Linked DNA regions of Ovis aries: region 2 is linked to region 1. A link is a contact called in public Hi-C data. All regions are on one chromosome and are shown on one strand. The core of a region is the stretch at or near the end of the contact, and the rest is flanking DNA. Distances in the headings are between cores, read along the strand shown. Region 1 has its middle 30 kb from the start of C6. Region 2 holds the start of C7 (complement C7).

Region 1 (5,360 bases), core at 458-2,957:
AGATTGTGTCTCTAGCCTCATTATATCTCTACCAAGAGCAGACAACCTTGATTACTCCATTCACTGCATCTTTAAAATTATTTTGATCATTGTCTGATGAATCAGAGATTATCACTGAATATTTTAGCTCAGTATGAAGGTTAAGAAGTTCCCTTACTAAGACAATCATAACATAGTGTTGGAATAGACTTTATTCAATTTAATAATGTTAAATTTTTAAGAATTTTTGACTAAGAGCTGAAATCTAGAAAGAAAGTTATGCAGGGAGTAAACAATGAGGAAACCTGTGATGGGCTTATGTAATTTCTGCTACTTTGCATTCTCGGTGACAGCATCTTAGTGTCCTAGAATACTTTTACAACAGAGTAGACAGTATAGAAAGAATGAAAGAAAGTCGCTCAGTCATGCCTGACCCTTTGCAACTCCATGGATTATACAGTCCCATGGAATTCTCCAGGCCAGAATACTTGAGTGGGTAGCCTTTCCCTTCTCCAGGGGATCTTCCCAACCCAAGGATCAAACCCAGGTCTTCTGCATTGCAGGTGGATTCTTTCCCAGCTGAGCCACCAGGGAAGCCCAAGAATACTGGAGTGGGTAGCCTATCTCTTCTCCAGCAGGTCTTCCCGACCCAGGAACAGAATCAGGGTCTCCTGCATTACAGGCAGATTCTTTATGAACTGAGCTATCAGGGAAACCCATAGAAAGACTGGATTACTTCAAATTTTACAGAAAATTGGGGGACCATTTAGAGTTTCATCACACAGATGTTTGCCCCCCTGGTTATCTACACCATTTTTCCAGAGAAGGGATGCTTTGAGGGGCTTATGAAGTTATGCTTAACAAAGAACTGATGTCTTGAGATGATCCTAAAGGATACACGTTCAGTATTTCACACTCTTGGAAGAAGGGAAGTTGGACCCTTTGGTCTACAAGTAACAGAAACAATGGCTACTCAGAGGAAATTGCATATGATGGGACAAGAACACTGATTCTCATGGAATCAACAGTAGCCATGAATCCAGGGCACATTTCCACTTCTAACGGCAACCCACTCCAGTATTCTTGCCTTGAAAATCCCACGGACAGAGTAGCCTGACAGGCTACAGTTTATGGGGTCGCAAAGAGTCCGACACAACTTAGCAACTAAGTTCAGCTATCATGTGTTCTCACACGTCTGCTGACTGGTTTCCCCTGTGTTCAGTCTATGAAGAGGAAGGTAGCATTCCATAACTGAACTCATATGATACAAGTCACCCAAAGGCAAGGACAGATTGGCAGTCCCAAGTCTTATTTCCCAGAAGAGAGAATATCAAATCCCAAGTCTTAATTCCCAGAAAAGAGAATGTGAGTCGCCATCTTGGTCAGGAGTTCACTTGCGGTCCCGTGGGGGATTGCATTACTGTGAAGAGCTCATCCTTTCAGATGATTATCTGTAGAGGGAGTAGTTCCTGAAGGAAAGATCATTGTGAAGAAAATGTCTCTGTGCCTATGAATTGAAATGTATTAATGGAAAGGGAAGAGGAGGGTTATATTATCAATTTGAAAAGTTAATGTCATGGGGATGCTGTGCAGTAAAAATAAATAATCTGTTAAATTTGATTTGGGGCTAAGAATCTGACAGTTCTATAAAGTCCTCAGACTGGACTGTATTATCCAGTCAGCTAAGGCCCTCTCATTTCTCATCCTTCAGTGACTGAAATCAGAGGGCTTCTCTGCTGATGAAATGTTGTGGTTTGGCAGTAGCTGATCTGTTTATCATTACTGTTGTTTTTGTTTAATTGCTAAGTCATGTCCGACTCTTTTGCAACCCCATGGACTGCGGCCTGCCAAGCTCCTCTGTCCATGGGATTTCCCAAGAATACTGGAGTGTGTTGCCATTTCCTTCTCCAGGGAATCTGTATGTGATACACTGGAGTTTCTTAATCTTGAGTTGAAATTGTCTGGCATTAAACTTGTCTGGTTTTATACTAAGATATCATGCTTCTAGTGACATTGATAATCTTAGCATACTCCATACCAGTCCTTTTTTTCTTGAACTTCTGCACCTGTGAGCTTTTATTAGAGAAACTGAAGGCCAACCAATTCCTTGATAAAACAGTACAGGTTTGACAAGTGGGTAAAGGAACAGTTACCTCATGATGTAGTATCAGTGGAGTTTCCTATACCCCTTCCTTCTTAGACCAGCCTCAATTTTTTTTCCTTTTGGTTGTCTAAATGAGATAGGCTTTCTGGAATTCAAATGAAAGCTTTCATCTTTACCCAACAAATACTACAGCAGGTAATACTTCACCAACTTTTAATGAGTTTTATACTTCCATGTTGGAGAAGAGAATGGCTACCCACTCCAGTATTTTTGCCTGGAGAATTCCATGGACAGAGAAGCCTGGCAGGCTACAATCCATGGGGTGGCCTAGAGTCAGACATGACTGAGCAACTAACATACAAATATGCTTTCATATAAATAAAGTATCTAAGAGGAAACTTTAATTGTAAGGAAGAGTTACCACTAAGAAAATCTTAATAGAAGTCATCAGCATTGAATGTCCACAAATAGCTACCATCTCCTCAACCCACCTGTCTGCATCTGTGTGCCCATACTCAGCCCTCACTGCTCTTGATGGTCTTAACAGTTTATTCTCCCATGTAACGTCAGATTTCACCTGCTCTTGCTTAATCAGGAAGATTCCTTTGATATATCTACCTTCTTTTTTGCTAATTATTAAATTCTCTTTCTGTTGGATGGCTCCTATCAACACATATACATACTCTCATTTCTCCCAGTTTAAAACCAAAACAAAATAAAGCAATCACTCTCATTTTAACCTCTAGCTACCCTCCCATTACTCTGCGTATGTTTTTGTAAAAACTTAATGTCACCTATTTTTACACAAGTTTTCCTCTTTTCATCATTTAATCTCCTCTTTTTCTTCAGCAGATACAATAATTAAAAATAACAAAGAAAATACTGTCAGCACAAAAACGTTTTAATCTAATTGAATACTTCACACCGGAAAACATTTTTACATAAACATTAGCATTTTGTTTTCTATAAAGCACTATGTTTCCACTGAATTATAAAACTTGATATGATTTTGAAAAAGAAAGAAAGAAGAAAAACACCAGAGAGATAGTCCTCAAAAGCAAAAATTTAAATTGCTTTAATTCCCCTGATCACTCCATAACATATTTGTGGTATCATCCAAATCTTGATTGAAATTTCTTACTAATGTATTAGGGCTTTCCCAGTGCTCAGCAGTAAAGAATCCACCTGCAGTGAAGGAGACACAGAAGACATGGGTTCAATCCCTGGCTAGGGAGGATTCCCTGGAGAAGGAAATGGCAACCCACTCCAGTATTCTTGCCTGGGAAATCTCATGGACAGAGGAGACTGGAAGGCTACAGAAAGTCAGTTGCAAAGAGTCGGATATGACTGAAGCAACCGAGCATTCCCACATATACTAATGTATTTCATTAAAAAGAATAAAACAAAGTTGAAAACCAGTATTTTTGTACTGCTTTACTGAGTTTAAATGTCCAAAAGAGATTTATGAAGTCAAATTTTATAAATTTCTTTATTCCACATAGAATGGATAAGGATTTTGTCCCTTATTCAATTTTATTTTTTTTTTAGTTTCAAGCCTGCATTGTAGTAGTTTCATCATTTTATTTAAATCTTTTATTAGCTAAAATATAAGGTAGTTGCATTTAAATGAAAGAGGGGAATTTTCTTTGAAATTATAAGAAAAGCTTTAGGTTGGAAGGCAGATCTGTGCCTTTCCAAATGTTAGACCTGGGACCCAGTCATTCAAGTGTTCCAAAGATGTTGTTTGGTTGCTCATTCGCATACGACACTTTGCGAACCTATGGACTGCAGCACGCTAGGCTTCCCTGTCTTTCACCATCTCCCAGAGTTTGCTCAAACTTATGTCCATTGAATTGGTGATGCCATCCACCCATCTCATCTTCTATCACCAGCTTATCCTCCTGCCTTCATTCTTTCACAGCTTCAGGATCTTTTCCAATGAGTTGGCTCTTCACATCCAATGATGTAGCTTGGAAATAATACCACCGACCTAGATGCTTGTTGTGAGGATTAAGATCATGCCAAAGAACTTTCTAACACAAAACTAAAGTATGTTTCAGCTAACTGTACTAAAATAGCCAAAACGCAGTTCTAAGCCAAGTAATTTTTTTTTATTTTTTTATTTTTTTTAGCTTTAAAATCTTTAATTCCTACATGCGTTCCCAAACATGAACCCCCCTCCCACCTCCCTCCCCATAACATCTCTCTGGGTCATCCGCATGCACCAGCCCCAAGCATGCTGTATCCTGCGTCAGACATAGACTGGCTATTCAATTCTTACATGATAGTATACATGTTAGAATGCCATTCTCCCAAATCATCCCACCCTCTCCCTCTCCCTCTGAGTCCAAAAGTCCGTTATACACATCTGTGTCTTTTTTCCTGTCCAAGTAATTATTCTATCTACTTTACTTTCTAGCATAACTTAAACAATTGAGAAATACACACCTAAACCCGACCTCATGGGCTTCCCTTGTGGCTCAGATGGTAAAGAATACACCTGCAATGCGGGAGATCTCTGAGCTCAATCCCTGGGTTAGGAAGATCCTCTGGAGGAGGGCATGGCAACCCGCTCCAGTATTCTTGCCTGGAGAATCCCCATGGACAGAGGAGCCTGGCAGGCTACAGTCCACAGGGTCGCAAAGAGTCAGATACCACTGAGTGATTAAGCACATGTGCACACACTAACCCAACCTCACGATAAAGGATTTACAAAAGTATTTCTGAAAGCTCACAGAGGTCTATTTACATTAAACAGTTTTAAAGATAGAGACTCGCTGGATAGAAGAACAATGTCTAAACACAAACAACAAGATTAATCAAGATATTCATGAATTTTAGCTCAGTTATAAAGAACTGGATTCTGGGTCACTATCACAGGTGAGAAATTGCATCTTAAAAGCTTAAAAAAAGAAAGAAGGTAATAAATTGATGTTGCCTTTAGGTGATACTGCTCTAATGGACTTAAAGAGGTGAGTTATTTACTTGACTTGAAAAACAAATCAAAGATTTGATGAAATTTTAAAAAATATGAATCCAACCTTAGTTCTTAATGGAGGAAACAAATAATAAAAATGCTTACTTGGTCAAGAATGAACTAAATACATGGTTTATTTTACTCTTGGCATCCCAGGTGGTGCTAGTGGTAAAGAATCTGCTTGTAATACAGGAGTTGCAGGACACTTGGGTTCAATCCCTAATCACTCCAGTATTCTTGCCTGGAAAATTTCATAAGCAGAGACACCTGGTGGGCTACAGTCCATGGGATCACAAAGAG
Region 2 (5,833 bases), core at 1,654-4,153, 330 kb before region 1:
TCTCCCTCCGTTTTTGGCTTTTCTCCTTCTTCCTGCTCCAGAATAGGGGCATTTCTTGTGGTTTTAGTCTTCGCTGTGATGAGTTTCCTATGACTTTCGTTATGTGCCCTCTGCCAAGATACTTTTTTCCCAAAGACGTCTACATTTCCAGTTCTGTGTTGGATATTTTCTCTAAAATAAAAAATGTCCCTTTTCTAAAACCACTTTTTTTCTCTTCAATTTCCTATTTCCCTCCTTCATTAATTTGTTCTTAAATTCTTCCAATTTTGTCAGTCAATCAGACACGAGATTACTTTCAATCACTAAACCCTGTGAAACCTCTGGTCCTTTGTCTTCCTCTTCTCAAAAGAGGCCTCGATTGCCCCTTGTCTGATTACTGAAATAAATTCCAAATCACATTTTCTGCTTCCCCTCCATATCCTTTCCATGTAGCCTGCACACTACCAGTGTTTAAATCATTCTAAAACATCTCTTTGATTCTTTCCTTAAAACTTGCAAAGGGTGAGTTCCCATTATCCTTTGAATAAAGCCCACACAACTTTTGCTGGTAATCAAATTTCCCACAGTGTGGCTTCCACCTATACTTGAAACTTTTGTTCCAGTGGCTCTCCACTGAAATTCTAGAAAGAAAAAACACTGTTCATATGACAGCAAAGCTGTAAAATGGGTGAGTGCAAAGCCCTTGGTGAATGGAAGTTTTTGTAAAGTTTTTAGATTTAATTTCTGCAATATGGTCTCTGGAAGCTGAACAATGCAAATTCTAAATTATTGCAGTTGCATTTGTACTTATGACTCATCCTCTGTACTGAGGATACGTTATGAAGATAAAGAAGGATGTTACTCAAGGCTTCCATCTGTCAAAGCCCCTAGCCTATCATATTATGCACGCTTTGTAAATATTTGTTGAATTTAGAATAAATGAATGAATGCGTGAGCGAGTGAATGGGAAAACTACTTTGGCAGGTGCTGTTGATATTCTGCAAATACCGGAAAATCCTGAAAATACCTGAAACTTTCTACTGGAAGTCTTTTTTTTCCCCTGGCTAGAGATGTATGTTCAACCTACACTTAGTTCAAACTGGAAGTGTCAGAGATTCAGTGAGTCCAGGAGCCACCCTTAACCAGTGATGAACAGAGTGTTGGTATATATAGCCTAACCCCTTCGTTGGAATAACTGAAACGTGCTCTTCAGTGGTTCCCAGATTTCCTCACTGGGACTGAGCTGTAATTGTCTCAGGATCTTGCACGCTGGGCTTCCCAGGTGGCACTAGTGATAAAGAACCCACCTGCCAATGCGGGGGACAGAAGAGATGTGGGTTCAGTCCCTGGGGTGCGAAGATCCCCTACATGGCAACCCACTCCAGTACACTTGTCTGGAGAATCCATCCCATGGACAGAAGAACGTGGCGGCTATAGTTCATAGGGTCACACAGAGTTGGACATGACTGACGCAACTTAGCACACACATGCACCTTGCATGCTGAAATATCTTCTATTGACTGCCTTTCCTTCTCACTCTCACTTTCTCATCCTTCAGCAGTGCTTTCTAGGATCACTTCACTTCATAAAGCAAAACAACCTCCCCAAACACAAAACCCCCAAAGCAGAAAAATCCCCAAGTCCCTTGCAATTGAATTCTTGTCTCAGAATCCGCTTCTGGGAAAACTCAAACTAAGACAGCCACTGAACTTGGAAATGCACACTGCGTGCTTAAGGAGAGTCCACAACATTTGGAATTCGTGCACTTGGAGCTGAATGAAAAAAAGATCTTTCAGGAATCAGCATCCTGTTCTCTGTGGCAAAAATTTGTTTCCACACAAATCACTAATGGCTTGAACGAAAGATGGGAAAGTTTTGTCTCTGGAAGATCACCATTAATTTATAAAGGGAGAATGTGTGTGGGGTCATTCTTTATTATTCAGACATTTTAGATATAAAAAAATATTAAAACTGAAAAATAGTCACTAATGGAATGTTTAACTATAAAATTACTCTAAATTCAAATTTCCTTTCCCACTTCATGCTTCTGTCTCTCCTCCCCATAATGTCCTAACAGCAAGTATCAGAATATTTGGCTAAATCATACAAATAAAACTGTAGCTCAACTTCAATAGAAAATCTGAAATCTTGCAAAAGTGCAGCCTTTCATGAAGTCTGTGAAAATGATGTTGGAGAACTGCTAGAATCTGTGCAAAGCCATGGAAAGTGAGGATCAGGCACAATAAGACAAGACAGCCGAAGACAGACGGGACATAAACGGTGACTGTGACAAGAGCTTTCCAAAGGATATCAAAGGATTTCTGGATATCACAGCGTTAAGGGGGATTCTTGGGAGCAATTAGTGATGCCTTTAAATATGTTTGCAAAACACAGTGCTCTTTTGGATCATTCTTCACATGAGGAAATGTATATTATATTGTGTTAGGCCACACACACACACACACACACACACACACACGATTCCATTCCAGAATTTCCATTTCCATTTTGAGTGACAGAATGGCATGTAAGTTTTTTCTTCCACAGCGTCTAATCTCAGAGTCTGCTGTATAACCCCCTTTTAGAGAATCATGAAAACATTTGCTTTGTGTGATAAATTGAAACAGGAAGGATGCTTGTTCCTCGCCTTACACAGAGTCTCCTTTGGTTGAAAACCACTTAAACATTGAAGTGAGAATATTTTCTGCTTTTCTTGAGTTACAGATGTTTCCTCAGAACTACGTTTCCAAACAGTCCCAGCTGACTGTCTCTAAGGCCTGTGCAAATTGATAAGATGCATCTGGTCTCAAGACACAGACTAAGTACAGGGCAGGTTCTCAGTGTCCCCAGAGAACCCAGTTGGGGTCAGAGCAAAGTTTCGGAACTGCTTGCTCTATATATGAATGCCAAGTGAATCCCCAGCAGGGAGAGACAGGCGGGGAGTAGACTGCTGGCCTCTTCCCACTGCTGAAAATTCACTGGGCGCTGGAGGAGGACATTTTCCTTCTCTCTGCTGCCCTGAATGTTTTCCCAAACATGAAGGTAAGATAATAACTTCATTACTTTTGTGAACAGAGCTAACTCTAAAGGGAGTAAGGTTTCACTTAAGTAACAAATAAATTAAAAAAAAAAAAGAAAAGACATGGGAAAATAGAAAAGAGAAAGTTCTGAGGGTGACTTTTAAGAAATCCTTAATTAAATATATTTAACAATTCAGCTGAAGTGAATTTCTTTTTCTTTTCTTGTAGTTTATTTTATTGGTTTAGAGGTCTGGGAATCGGAGATTGGAAGCAGTATTTATGAAAGTCCCAAGAAAGCTGTTAAGAAATACAATAACACAACTGTTATTTCTTAGGGAAAAATTCCCTCCAATGTATTTTGTTTGTTTGATTTGGAGTCATGCAATGAATCCCTGTGATTTGACTTATCTAACAGCTTTATAGAAGAGAGAATTTGGAAACTTGGAACTTTAGAATTTGGAATCTGGATGAAAGGATCAGGATTGTAACAGCACAAGATACAGATAAATGGAATGGCAATAAAGAGTTACCAAAAACACACAGTGGCCTAATGCAAAATGGCCGAATGTTAAGAAAAAAAAAATGTAGGACCAAAGATAGATGTAACTATCATAAACTATATTTCTGGGATGTAAACATAAGTTGAACCTGCTACTGCAATTTTATCATTGCAAAGTTTTGTATTTAAACTTTTAAAATTTTACATTCTAATGCTGGAGCAGTAATTTCTCAGCCCTGTCAGCTGCTAGATTGCTTTTGCTGTAACTATGCTGCCTGAGTACAGTAGGGACTCCGTGCTCACTTTCCAGGGGGATGGAGGAGGACGGAAACATGGGTCTTGAGTATTTTATGTGCGAAATTGCACTTCATTAAGTCATTGAAAATTAAACACAAATCACAAAGTTAATTTGTCTAATGTTATAATGCTAGAATGCCAAGTAACTGTACAAAGTTAGAATTATGATATAATCTAATCTCTGTCTGTTTTGTATTTTTATTTAAAAATTTAGAACATTTGATAACTTAGAATAGGATGCCTTTCCTAGAGTCATGCAGCTAGTATACTTTCTCCTAATATTTGTATTAACTATCAGTCAATTTCCTTATTATTTTATGATGAGACATCTTAATAATTGTTTTGTATTTGAAGATGGGTTCATAGTCATTGATTATTATGATATTTTTCTACTGGGGTAATATATTTACTTTTATCTTTCAGTTGGTTGATAAAATATCAACAAATAAATGATTTCTTTGTGAGCTGCATTCAGAGTTCTCACCTATATTTGAGAGTAGAGACTCATATTTTTACAGTTAATCTGAAGGGTATGCTTTTGTGATATACTGTGGTTTCCAAGTCTGGCCTTTAAGAAGGACTATTCTTTTGTCTTTTCCCTGATAACATGTGAACTGAATTCAGAGAGGTGGTCCCAGGATTCCACTGGTACTCTTTGTATCCCTTGGATAGGATATAATTGGATCTGAAGTGTTTCAGGACTTTAGAGCAAAAAGGGTTTCGCTTTGATCTAACTGTGGTCCAGACCTTCACTCTCTCGTCCCTGGACTGAGATGAAACCTCGTCCCTGGGGTTTGTAAACCTGAAGCATGATTCTCATGGGGCTGGGATGTGGTCAAGCACAATGATATCTCAGATGATGGTCTCTCTGCTCCCTCACCACACCCAAAGCTGACCTGACATTATCACCATCTTCTACCAACTATACTGTGATGGTCTTTGTGTCTTTTAAAAATGTCCCTATCTAGATTATAGCACTACCATCTTGGTAATTAAGTTCAAAAAGAAGATAGTATCTATTATTTCTCCACTCAGAGATAGCCATTGTTAACATTTTAATCTATTTCTTTTCAGACTTTAAAATGAATATGTATAAGATATATTTTATGACATTTTTATCAATCTATACGTGAATCTTTTTACTCATTGTATCATAAGCATGTTCTCCTGTCATTGATCAAGCTATAACATGCTTCGAATGGCTACTCAGTACTCAATCATATTATTATGTCATTGTGCATTTCTTTATTGCTAGTGTTACAAATTGATGTTCATTTCTAATAAAGATGTAAGAAGATTTATTTTAAAATCTACCTCCTTCTTCATCTGTATGGTGCCCTATGTTCTAAATTTACTGATCAAGATACTAATTAGGGTATGCTAAGAAATTAGATTGGATTTTTCCATGGTTTTTTCCTCTGGAATTTGGACATTTGGAACCCAGTGCATGCTACAGAAATTAGTGTTTTATTTTTACCCTAGATGGGTTCATGGTTCAACAGACAAATGTAAAAGGCCAGATGTGGAGAAATTAAAGCAGAGAAACAGTGGTTAGCTGGAAAATGTTAGAGGAAGGAGGCAGAGCTAATGCTCATTTAGTCATAAAGAAGAAGAGAAGAGAATTCTGTGAAATGTGGCCCCAGCTTAGCTACATTACACACTGCCAAGATACCATATCTTTTTAATTTTATTTATTTATTTATTTATGGCTGTGCTGGGTCTTCGTTGCTGCGTGAGGGCTTTCTCTAGTTGTGGTGCACTGGCTTAACTGCCCGTTAGCATGGGGGATCTTCCCAGAGCAGGGATCGAATTCGTGTCCCCTGCTTTGGCAGGCAGATTCTTAACCACTGGACCACCAGACAAGTCCTGTATCTTTTCAACTAAGGAATTCTTTTATAGAGTTAACTCGGATGTATGTCTATTTGTCATTAATTTATTAATTTGTAACTGTTTTGTCATGTCCATTTGATGAGATACCCTTTCCAAAGGCAGGGAATGATAACTGCTTCATTTTTAGGTACCCAGCTAGCCAATTTTC

The links. Hi-C and Micro-C count contacts between places; a contact is called where the count stands out from the background.
Region 2: a contact with region 1 is called in a Hi-C map of tail adipose tissue, with 5 times the contacts expected there. The contact joins the promoter of C7 here to the enhancer-like site in region 1. A contact is called at or near these places in 2 of 16 Hi-C or Micro-C datasets (liver and tail adipose tissue).

The regions. Positions count from the first base shown.
Region 1 is chr16:33,454,283-33,459,642 of ARS-UI_Ramb_v3.0, reverse strand. No RefSeq gene overlaps it. Among named protein-coding and RNA genes, the nearest start is that of C6, 30 kb to the left of the region's middle. Within about 2 kb of position 1,707, at least 7 of the 54 cell types and tissues checked have an H3K27ac peak or open chromatin away from gene starts, as enhancers often do. A contact at or near this core is called in liver and tail adipose tissue, where this site is marked.
Region 2 is chr16:33,780,249-33,786,081 of ARS-UI_Ramb_v3.0, reverse strand. It overlaps C7 (complement C7), which reads left to right and starts at 2,903. Exons shown (of 18, transcript XM_004017017.6): 1 at 2,903-3,021. The coding sequence starts at 3,016.